3 separate regions of the Mus musculus genome follow, and all the other regions are linked to region 3. A link is a contact called in public Hi-C data. All regions are on one chromosome and are shown on one strand. The core of a region is the stretch at or near the end of the contact, and the rest is flanking DNA. Distances in the headings are between cores, read along the strand shown.

Evidence for each region. A called contact is a pair of places that touch in the nucleus more often than the background predicts.
Region 1: a Hi-C map of CD8 T cells shows a contact between it and region 3, with 6 times the contacts expected there. The contact joins the promoter of Cstf1 here to the promoter of Srsf6 in region 3. A contact is called at or near these places in 2 of 39 promoter capture datasets (liver and pre-B cells) and 2 of 484 Hi-C or Micro-C datasets (CD4 T cells and CD8 T cells).
Region 2: a Hi-C map of rod photoreceptor shows a contact between it and region 3, with 5 times the contacts expected there. The contact joins the promoter of Fam210b here to the promoter of Srsf6 in region 3. A contact is called at or near these places in 2 of 484 Hi-C or Micro-C datasets (CD4 T cells and rod photoreceptor).

The regions. Positions count from the first base shown.
Region 1 is chr2:172,369,733-172,372,500 of GRCm38.p6, forward strand. Cstf1 (cleavage stimulation factor, 3' pre-RNA, subunit 1) reads left to right here and starts at 1,271. Exons shown (of 6, transcript NM_024199.2): 1 at 1,271-1,295. It overlaps Aurka (aurora kinase A), which reads right to left and starts at 838. Exons shown (of 9, transcript NM_001291185.1): 1 at 741-838.
Region 2 is chr2:172,344,247-172,346,946 of GRCm38.p6, forward strand. Fam210b (family with sequence similarity 210, member B) reads left to right here and starts at 1,331. Exons shown (of 3, transcript NM_025912.4): 1 at 1,331-1,601. The coding sequence starts at 1,416.
Region 3 is chr2:162,930,123-162,932,822 of GRCm38.p6, forward strand. Srsf6 (serine and arginine-rich splicing factor 6) reads left to right here and starts at 1,386. Exons shown (of 6, transcript NM_026499.4): 1 at 1,386-1,655; 2 at 1,872-2,020. The coding sequence starts at 1,549.

The sequences.
Region 1 (2,768 bases), core at 21-2,520, 9.4 Mb after region 3:
ACATCCCCAGACAGGCTCTCACTTATTAGCTGTGGCTGGCCTTAAATCGAAGGCTAACCTCCTGCCTCAGACTGCTGATGTAAGCAACCACACATTTAGGTGTGTGTGTGTGTGTGTGTGTGTGTGTGTGTGTGTGTGTGGTGGGGATGGAGGTGTTGAGGTAGGGACGTATGTGGATGTAATTTAGGCTGGTTTTTCGGACCTACTGTGTAGCTGAGGATGACCTTTGACTTGATCCTGCCTCCACCACCTTACTGTTGGAATAAACAGCGGCGGCCACCACGAAGGCAGTGTTCAATCCTAAAACTTCTGGAATATTCTACAAACTGAGCTTTAGCGGGTCTGCGCTTTGAAACAGACCCTCAAGTAGTCCCGACATAAACTGCTCAGAAGGCTGCGGGAAGAGCAGCACCAGTCCTGGGCACTCTACGAGGGAACTCCCGTTCATCCACAGACTCGTCGAGTCGACTTAGACTCTGATTCTCCACCCGAAGCAGTCCCCAATAAGCCGCAGTTCCCGCATCCACCATCGGTTTGCAAATTACTCGGTTAGCTGATGGTCTGGATCCCCATTCCCACAAGAACCTAAAACCAAGCCGGGAAATCTTAAACGTCTGGACCTTTCTTAAACAGAATGCAAACCCACTGAGACAGTCCATTACCCCGACGCCACACAGCCTTCCCTATCCGTTTGCAGCATCCAGGCTCGCCCTCAACAGCCATGTCCCTTTCCAACTCACAGGCAGGAACCTGCTCCCGACCGAAGCCTCCAAGCGATCCCGGTAGCTCAGCCGTTACAATTCAAAGGTTCTCCTTTTAAAATAGGAGTCAAACCCTCTACTCCAAGAGCTGATTGGCTAGAGCCGGAGCAATGCCGTTCTGTGATTGGCTCACCGTAAACGCGACTATGGGAAGCTCGTTCCCTGCCGTAGCTGGGCGCAGGCGCACTGAGCTGTCGGAGCCCGGAAGTGGTGCACCAACGGCCCGTCCGATCTGCGGCCGTTCTATCGCCCGCCGTGCTCCCCAGGATCAGGCGTTCGCCAGTCACACACAGCCCTTTGGATTCAAGGCAGTCGCGGAGGTGATTAGTTCGGAGACGGTGAATGAGCGTCTCGAACGTGCCAGTGAGTAAGATGGCGAGAAGGGCAGACTTGCGAGGGAGCAGGGATGCTCGGCGCTCGGCTGCATGCCCTTTGCACGTGCGCACTGGGTGTGCACTCCGAGCGATCGATCGGGCACGATTCGCTCCTCCATTTTTCTAGAAGAGAGCGGGAGACCGAGACCCTGATCTGCGGGTACGGGGTCAAGGGGGCGTAAGGAAGCGGGCTAGTGTGGTTGGCTAGGGTCTGTAGTGGATCACGTGAAGGACCGGGGCTAACGGAGAGGATGGCAGGAGGCCGCTCGCCCCAAGTCCGTGTCCTAGAGTTGGCCGGCCCGGCCTGCACCCCGGCTCTCAAAGGGCCTCGGTCCCGGTGGGTCCAAGCCGGAATTCCGCCCTGAGCAGAAGTGGTCGCGCGGCTTCGCTTTGGGCCCCCTGCATTCCCCGGTGTTAGCTTTCCGGGGGCGAGCTCCTCCGGTCTCGTGCCTCGGTGTCCCCTCCGGGAAGGATATAAGTTATCTGTGTCCCATTGGAAGTTAAGCGGGGAGTTAAGTAAAGGCTCAACCTCCTTCTCCCACCCCCGTTTTCTTTAAATGTCGTGATACAACCCCAGATGTTTCCTGACAGGAGTAAAGATGATAGGTCAAATGGTTAAGTTCTGGGCTCTGGAGTGTGCAGGCTCCCCCTCAACTTTGAGGGGAAGGGGAGGGCTTAACTTGAACGGGTGCCCTAGATTCTTAGAACACATTTCACCCTCTGTTGTGTCCCAATATCTTATGCAGGGGTAGATTTGTATTCATTTCTTTCTTTTTAAAAAAAAACTTATTTAGCTTTATTTTACATGCATTGGTGTCTAGGTGGCAGGCCCCTTGGAACTGGAGTTAGAGACAGTTGTAAGCCGCCATGGGAATTGAACCCAGGTCCTTTGGAAGAGCAGACAGTGCTCTTAACCACTGAGCCATCTTTCCAGCCCCCATTTCTTTCTAATGAACACGAATATATTGAATAGCTTCGTTTAGTGATTGGATGCTAATTAGGTGCTTGGCACCGCATCTGCCAGTAGGACCTGCATGGTGTTATTATTGTTAAGAACTCTGGTCAGTACTATGCTGTGTGGCCTTGCTAGTCATTTGGTTTAAAACTGAGCCCGGGGTGTCTGTCAGCAAGCATTGTAACTCTTGGCTGTTTCTCCAGGCTACCTTCTTGCTTGATGTCTCCAGACTCCTATAGTCAAACATCTAACCACACACATACTTATCAAATTACCCACCCAGGTTGATTAAGAAATCAGTTTTGTTTGGAGAGCTTAGATCTTAAGAGTATAATGTGTTTGGATTTTTACATTTATTTGTTTTGATGGTAATCATTTTTTTGTTTGTGATAGGGTCCCACTATGTAGTCCTGGCTGGCCTGTGATAGGGATCTATAGACAAGGCTGGTCTCAATATCACAGGGATCTGCCTGCCTCTGCATCCCAAGTGCTGGGAATAAAGACATGGGGCATGTGCTTGACACATTTTTATTAAGCAGTTTAACTTAGGATCTTCCCAAAGCATTGAACTTAGCTTATTTTTTCATTCTGTTATCCTTATTTGTTTTTTATGATGTATTTGTGTGTTCATGTACTACCTCATCAAGTTGTATAATTATAATAATGAGCTCGGTTGCC
Region 2 (2,700 bases), core at 81-2,580, 9.4 Mb after region 3:
GGGGGGGTCCAGAATTTTGCCTGTGAACTTTGCATTCTCTGAAGATGAAATCCTCCTGCATGTTGTGTTTGTGGCTGGAATTTTCCATTTGGCAAAGCAGTCCTGAGACTTGTCCCTAGGATGAAGGTGTTCACGCCTTACTTTAAAAAAATTTTTTTATTATTATTGCATGGGAGGGAGCATGTGTACAGGCCAGAGGAGCACTTTGTGGAGACTGTGGCTCTCTCCCCCCACCTCCCAGCCCCCACCCCCACCTTGCCTGGGCCCCAGGGTGGAACTCAGCTTGGATAGCAAGTGATCCACAGATGGAAGTTCCATTCTCCAGCTGACAGATATCTGGACTGCCCTGCTATGAGTATTGCTGTCTTCTGAGCATGTGTGTAGGACAGGTTCTCCTGGGGTCGAGGCTGGCCTTGAACTCTTAATCCTTCTGTCTCAGCCTCCTGGGTGCTTGAGTTACAGATCTGCACCACCATGTCAAGATAACAGTTTACTATTATTTCTTTAAGTTATAAGAACAGAAGGGTTAATTTTGGCTCATGGGCCTAGAGGTCCAAGGTAGAGGGGCCACATCTAATGCCAGCAACGCCTTCCTGTGGGCCCAAGTCCCCAGGCAGTGCATAGTCACCAGGTAAGAGAGAGTGCCCTCTTGTCAGATTTTAGTCCGACAGAAATGTGAGTCTTTGCTTCTCTTGAGACACTATGGGAGCGGAGTTGCTGACCAACCTGGTTTGTGTACTTTTAACTATCTGTGAAAGTACAAAACTTTTCTCCACAGTGGCTGCTTTCATGTTCACAGCCGCGATATAGTAGGCTCATTTAGAGGGCTTCTTCAAGTGAGAGTTAACCTCTATAGTTCCTTTCTTCTTTAAAGCATTCACGTAAGCATCAGTCTTCCAGGTTTCACCCATTCGGCTGAGAGGAAAAACAAAGAATGCATTAGCCCTCGCTTGAAACAGCCGCCAGCCGCGCTCCACAGTCCGGAAACTCAAAATCCTGGAAAGTTCTGAGAAAATGCATTCCACAAAGAACTGGCCTGAGGTCCTGAGAACTAGGCTGATAGACTTGGCAGGTCCCCAGCCCCGCCCACTCCGCTTCAGGAGGCGGAACTTAGCCAAGGAAGCGGGGCTGAGGGGCGGGAACAAAAGAGAGCGAGCGTCTCCAGATGCCCCACCCACTCATGGATAGGCTGCTTCTGCGGAGGGCGGAGCTGTTGGGTGGAGCCCAAAACCTGCGCTCCGCTATAGAGCCCCGCCTATCCCACGCTCAGCTCCGCTCCGGGGGCGGGCCCTAAAGGTGTTGGGGCGGGGCCTGTCGGGGGGTGGAGCTCGAGGCCCCGGTCTCGGCCCCGCCCACCGCGCTGTGTTGGAGCTGATTCCCGAGTGGGCACACTGGAGCTGCGCTCGCGGCGCGCCATGGCCGGGCTGTTGACGCTGCTTGGCCCGGCAGGAAGAGTGAGCACCCGGCTGCGGCCCCTGGCCCCTTGGCTCCTGGGAACCGCCACCTCCTGTGCTCCACCGCTCTGGGCCTTAGCCTTGTCCCATCCGGTTCCGGACGCCCGACTGCTGCGCACGGCCCGCGGGGACTGTCTCAGCCGCCAGGTAAGACTCCCCACAGCCACTCGGACCCTGATCCCCAAGTGGCCGGAGCGCCGTGCCAGGGCCAGCCCCAATGGACAATTTTTACATTGCACCTGACCGAAACGGGTCACCTCCGGGGTCCCTGAGTTCTCAGATTCCTAGAATCCGAGAAAAATCTCTTTCAGTTAGCAGCCGGAGAAACTGAGGCTAGGAGTGGAATGGTGCGCTGCCCAAGGTCATGGAGTCGCCCGCCGAGCCCCAGTTTCGAAAGCCAGAACAGTGGCGTTACCGAGCCGATCGCAAGGGGCCTGAATTCTATATGAACTTCCAGTCCGGCCCCTGGACTTGTTCCTTTTGAAGTTCAGTTGAGGCCTGGGCACTGGGCCCAGGAGGCGGCATCGCCGGTGCCGCCGGTACATCTACCGCTTCCCTGTGCTCCTTGCGCCACCCTTTTATCTAGCTGGAAGAGCAGGCTCAGAGCAGGCAGTCCATCCCGTTTTGTTGTGGTTACTTGCCCTGAGTGCTCAGAGTGAAAACCAGCTTCCATTCAGACAGCAGCATATCTCAAGTAGGTCTCAAAAAAAAAAAAAAAAAAAAAAAAAAGCAGGAGTTCAGAAGTAGTAGATCGGAAGCGTCGAGGTCTGGGGGAGTCTGAAAGAAAGATCACTGCCATGAATCGGGCAGTTCTGAGTACTGTCTGCTCCCGTGGCTTTTCAGTTAGGGATTGGTCGCTTTCCTTGAGTGCCGAGCACAATGATGGAAGGACTTCCTTCCCCTCTCTCCTGCCTGACAGACAGGACACTGGCCTCAGCTCTGCTCCTGAGCACAAGTCAGGATACTCACAGCGTACCGTGCTTCAGGGCACCGCATAGCTTCCCTCTCCTCCAGAAAGTCTTCCCTGACTACCAGTAGTGTGCCCCCCCGCCCTATACTGTCTCTTCTCTAGCGCTCAGATCTTAGCTGCCTTCACGATCTGGTACAACCTCTCACCTTGTTCTGCCACATCAGCCCTGTTGGTAGCCTAACCCTAACCCTAACCCTAACCTTAAACACACACTCTGCCTTGACAGGTGTGTTTACAGCAAGGATAAGTCTGGTCTCAGGCTCATAGGATCCATGT
Region 3 (2,700 bases), core at 136-2,635:
TCGTCTCGTGTGGAATCCAGATGTGTGTTTGCTTTTACAAATAATTTTAAAATGTGTTATCATCACACTTAGTTATTTATTGAAGGCATGACACGCATCAGGAGGTCAGAGGACAACTTGCAAGAATTGTTTTTGTTGTTGTTGTTGTTCCTTCTACCGTGTGGGTCTCTAGGATCAAAGTCGGGTCCTCCAGCTTGGCAGCAAGCACCTTTACCGGCTTCAGTCTTCTCACCACTCACAAATAAATTTTAACAAGTTTTTAGAAATTGACAATTTGATAAAACTGTTATGTGTTGACTTCATTCTGTGTTCCATGAATATTTTTAAAAGCTGTCTACATATATATATTTATATTTCTAACTTAAGGACGTTCTCTTCCCTCGAGAATACTATTAACACATCTCCCTGTGTGCTATCAACATTGCCGGTCTGCCCCAGAGGACAGAATCTTCTCTCATTATAGCTGAAAAGCCTGAGGCTGCCCAGATTCTGGGCAGAAAACAAATTCCTAAAGAGCAGGTACTAACTCAATGGCAGTCTTTTCTCTCAGCTTTTATCACACCGTGCTCTGCTTTCGGTTTCCTTACCTCTCTAGCCAAACCTTCGCCGTGCTTTGAATACTCCCAAGGCATGCTCCTTGATAGTCAATTAACTTTACTCCAGGGCAGTGGGGCTGTTTTGTTTAACTCTACAGCATTAGATGTCACCTCCATAAACTCCTAAGTGTGTATTTCTGCTTTATAAATAGTTTGCCTTCGGATCCAACCAGGTTAAGGACAGTATGGATAGGAAAGGGGATAGGGGGTCTTGGAGGACCATGGGGCCCAGCCATGCTCCCTTTGTGAACGGCCGCGGCGAGCGCGGGATTCAGAGCTGTCAGAGCTCCGAGCAGAGGGAGGGATGCCACCCAGACCAGCCACAGCACCTCCCCCGCTGGTCACTAAACCTCGGGGACAGATCCCGAGCCGCTGAGAAACTAAGGAACTGTCCGACTCCCAAGAGCGTGTACTCAACGAAACCAGTGCGAGCTACCCGCTGAAGGGAAAGAGCAACCTCTTTTTTTTTAGTAGACCAATCAGAGACCAAGATGGCCTAGACTGACAGCCCGGACAACCAATGAGAAATAAAACTCGTTCTCCGCGTGCCTGGGCACAAGAACAGTTTATTAGGCACGACTCAAAAGGTCCGGGCCTCGGCTGTTTACGCTGATGGCTGCACAGCGCCAGGGGACATGACAGTAGCGAAATCAACTCCCAGCAAGCACGGCACGCGCCGCGGGCCGCCCCAACACATCCGGAGCGGCCCGCGGCGCGGGAGAGGACGTGCTGCGCGACGACGTCACGCGCTGCGCCGCGCCGCGCCCCGCCCCCGGGCACTTATAGCGTAGGCCGGCGCGCGCGCGCGCACCATTGTGTGGCTGACTCGGCCGCCGCTGCGGTGTGAGGCGCGTGTTCGGGCCTTCGCCGTCCCCGCACCCGCACCGCAGCCCTGCCCCGCGGCCCGCCGCCCCTCCGCCAGCCTCCCGGAGGACACCCGTGGGTCACGGCCATGCCGCGCGTCTACATAGGACGCCTGAGCTACAACGTCCGCGAGAAGGACATCCAGCGCTTTTTCAGCGGCTACGGCCGCCTCCTCGAGATCGACCTCAAAAATGGGTGAGTCGGGTCTGGGAGGCCGCGCCCCGCGGCGGAGAGAGGTCCCCCAAGGACCCGAGGCGGCCAAGGCCGCGGCGCCGCGTGGCAGGGCCTCTAAAATGGCGGCGGCGGCGGCGCCCCGAGCGCGCGCGCGCGGGGGAGGGCGCGGGAGCGCGCGGCGCCGGCTAACGACACGCCCGCCCGCCGGTGCGCGGCTCGCGCTCCGCCCCTCCGCAGGTACGGTTTCGTGGAGTTCGAGGACTCCCGGGATGCCGACGATGCCGTGTACGAGCTCAACAGCAAGGAGCTGTGCGGCGAGCGCGTGATCGTAGAGCACGCCCGGGGCCCGCGCCGCGACCGCGATGGCTACAGCTACGGAAGCCGCAGTGAGTCCTTACCCCCGCGCGCTCCGCGTCCTGGGTACCTGGGGGGGGCGGGGGTTGGGGGCGCAGGGCGGGTGCAGTCACTTGGGTGGGCAGGGTGGGACCTCCCCAGCCCGGGCAGGCGCGGAGGCCGGGGCTTGTCGGCCCTGGGTGTTCCCGGGGCCCCTCTACCTCCACGCATGCCCGGGTAGCCGTGGGACACCGGAGCGCGGGGAATGGGGTCGGGTGGCCGGTTGACTTAAGTTTGGAAGGAGTGGCTTCAGTTGGCCCTCTTTGGCACTGACTTGGGTTCTGCCATTGAAAGCGAGGGCTGGCTGTATTTGTAGTATGCCCCCTTGCTTATCTGTCAGTGCTTGTTAGCATTGAGGAAGTTTCTAGGAAGGCTGGGGTGGAGGTGGGGCAGGGGGCGGGGAAAGGGGAGGAGCTTGAAGTCTAAGTCTTAGGAGCTGGGAGGCTTGATTGGGGGGGGGCAAAGAAAATGCCATTTTAAACTAAGTAATGTGGCATAGTACCACAAAGTAAATCTAAATAAGCTTTATGCTGTATTTGAAATAGTTGGGGCATGTTACTGGGAGGGGGTTGGGGGGATTTTGGTTATGTGAAATGTTTAATGTTGAAATTGTTGCATGTTGAATTCCAACTTTTTAACAAGTCCTTGATGTTTCAATTTGAAAGTGACCAAT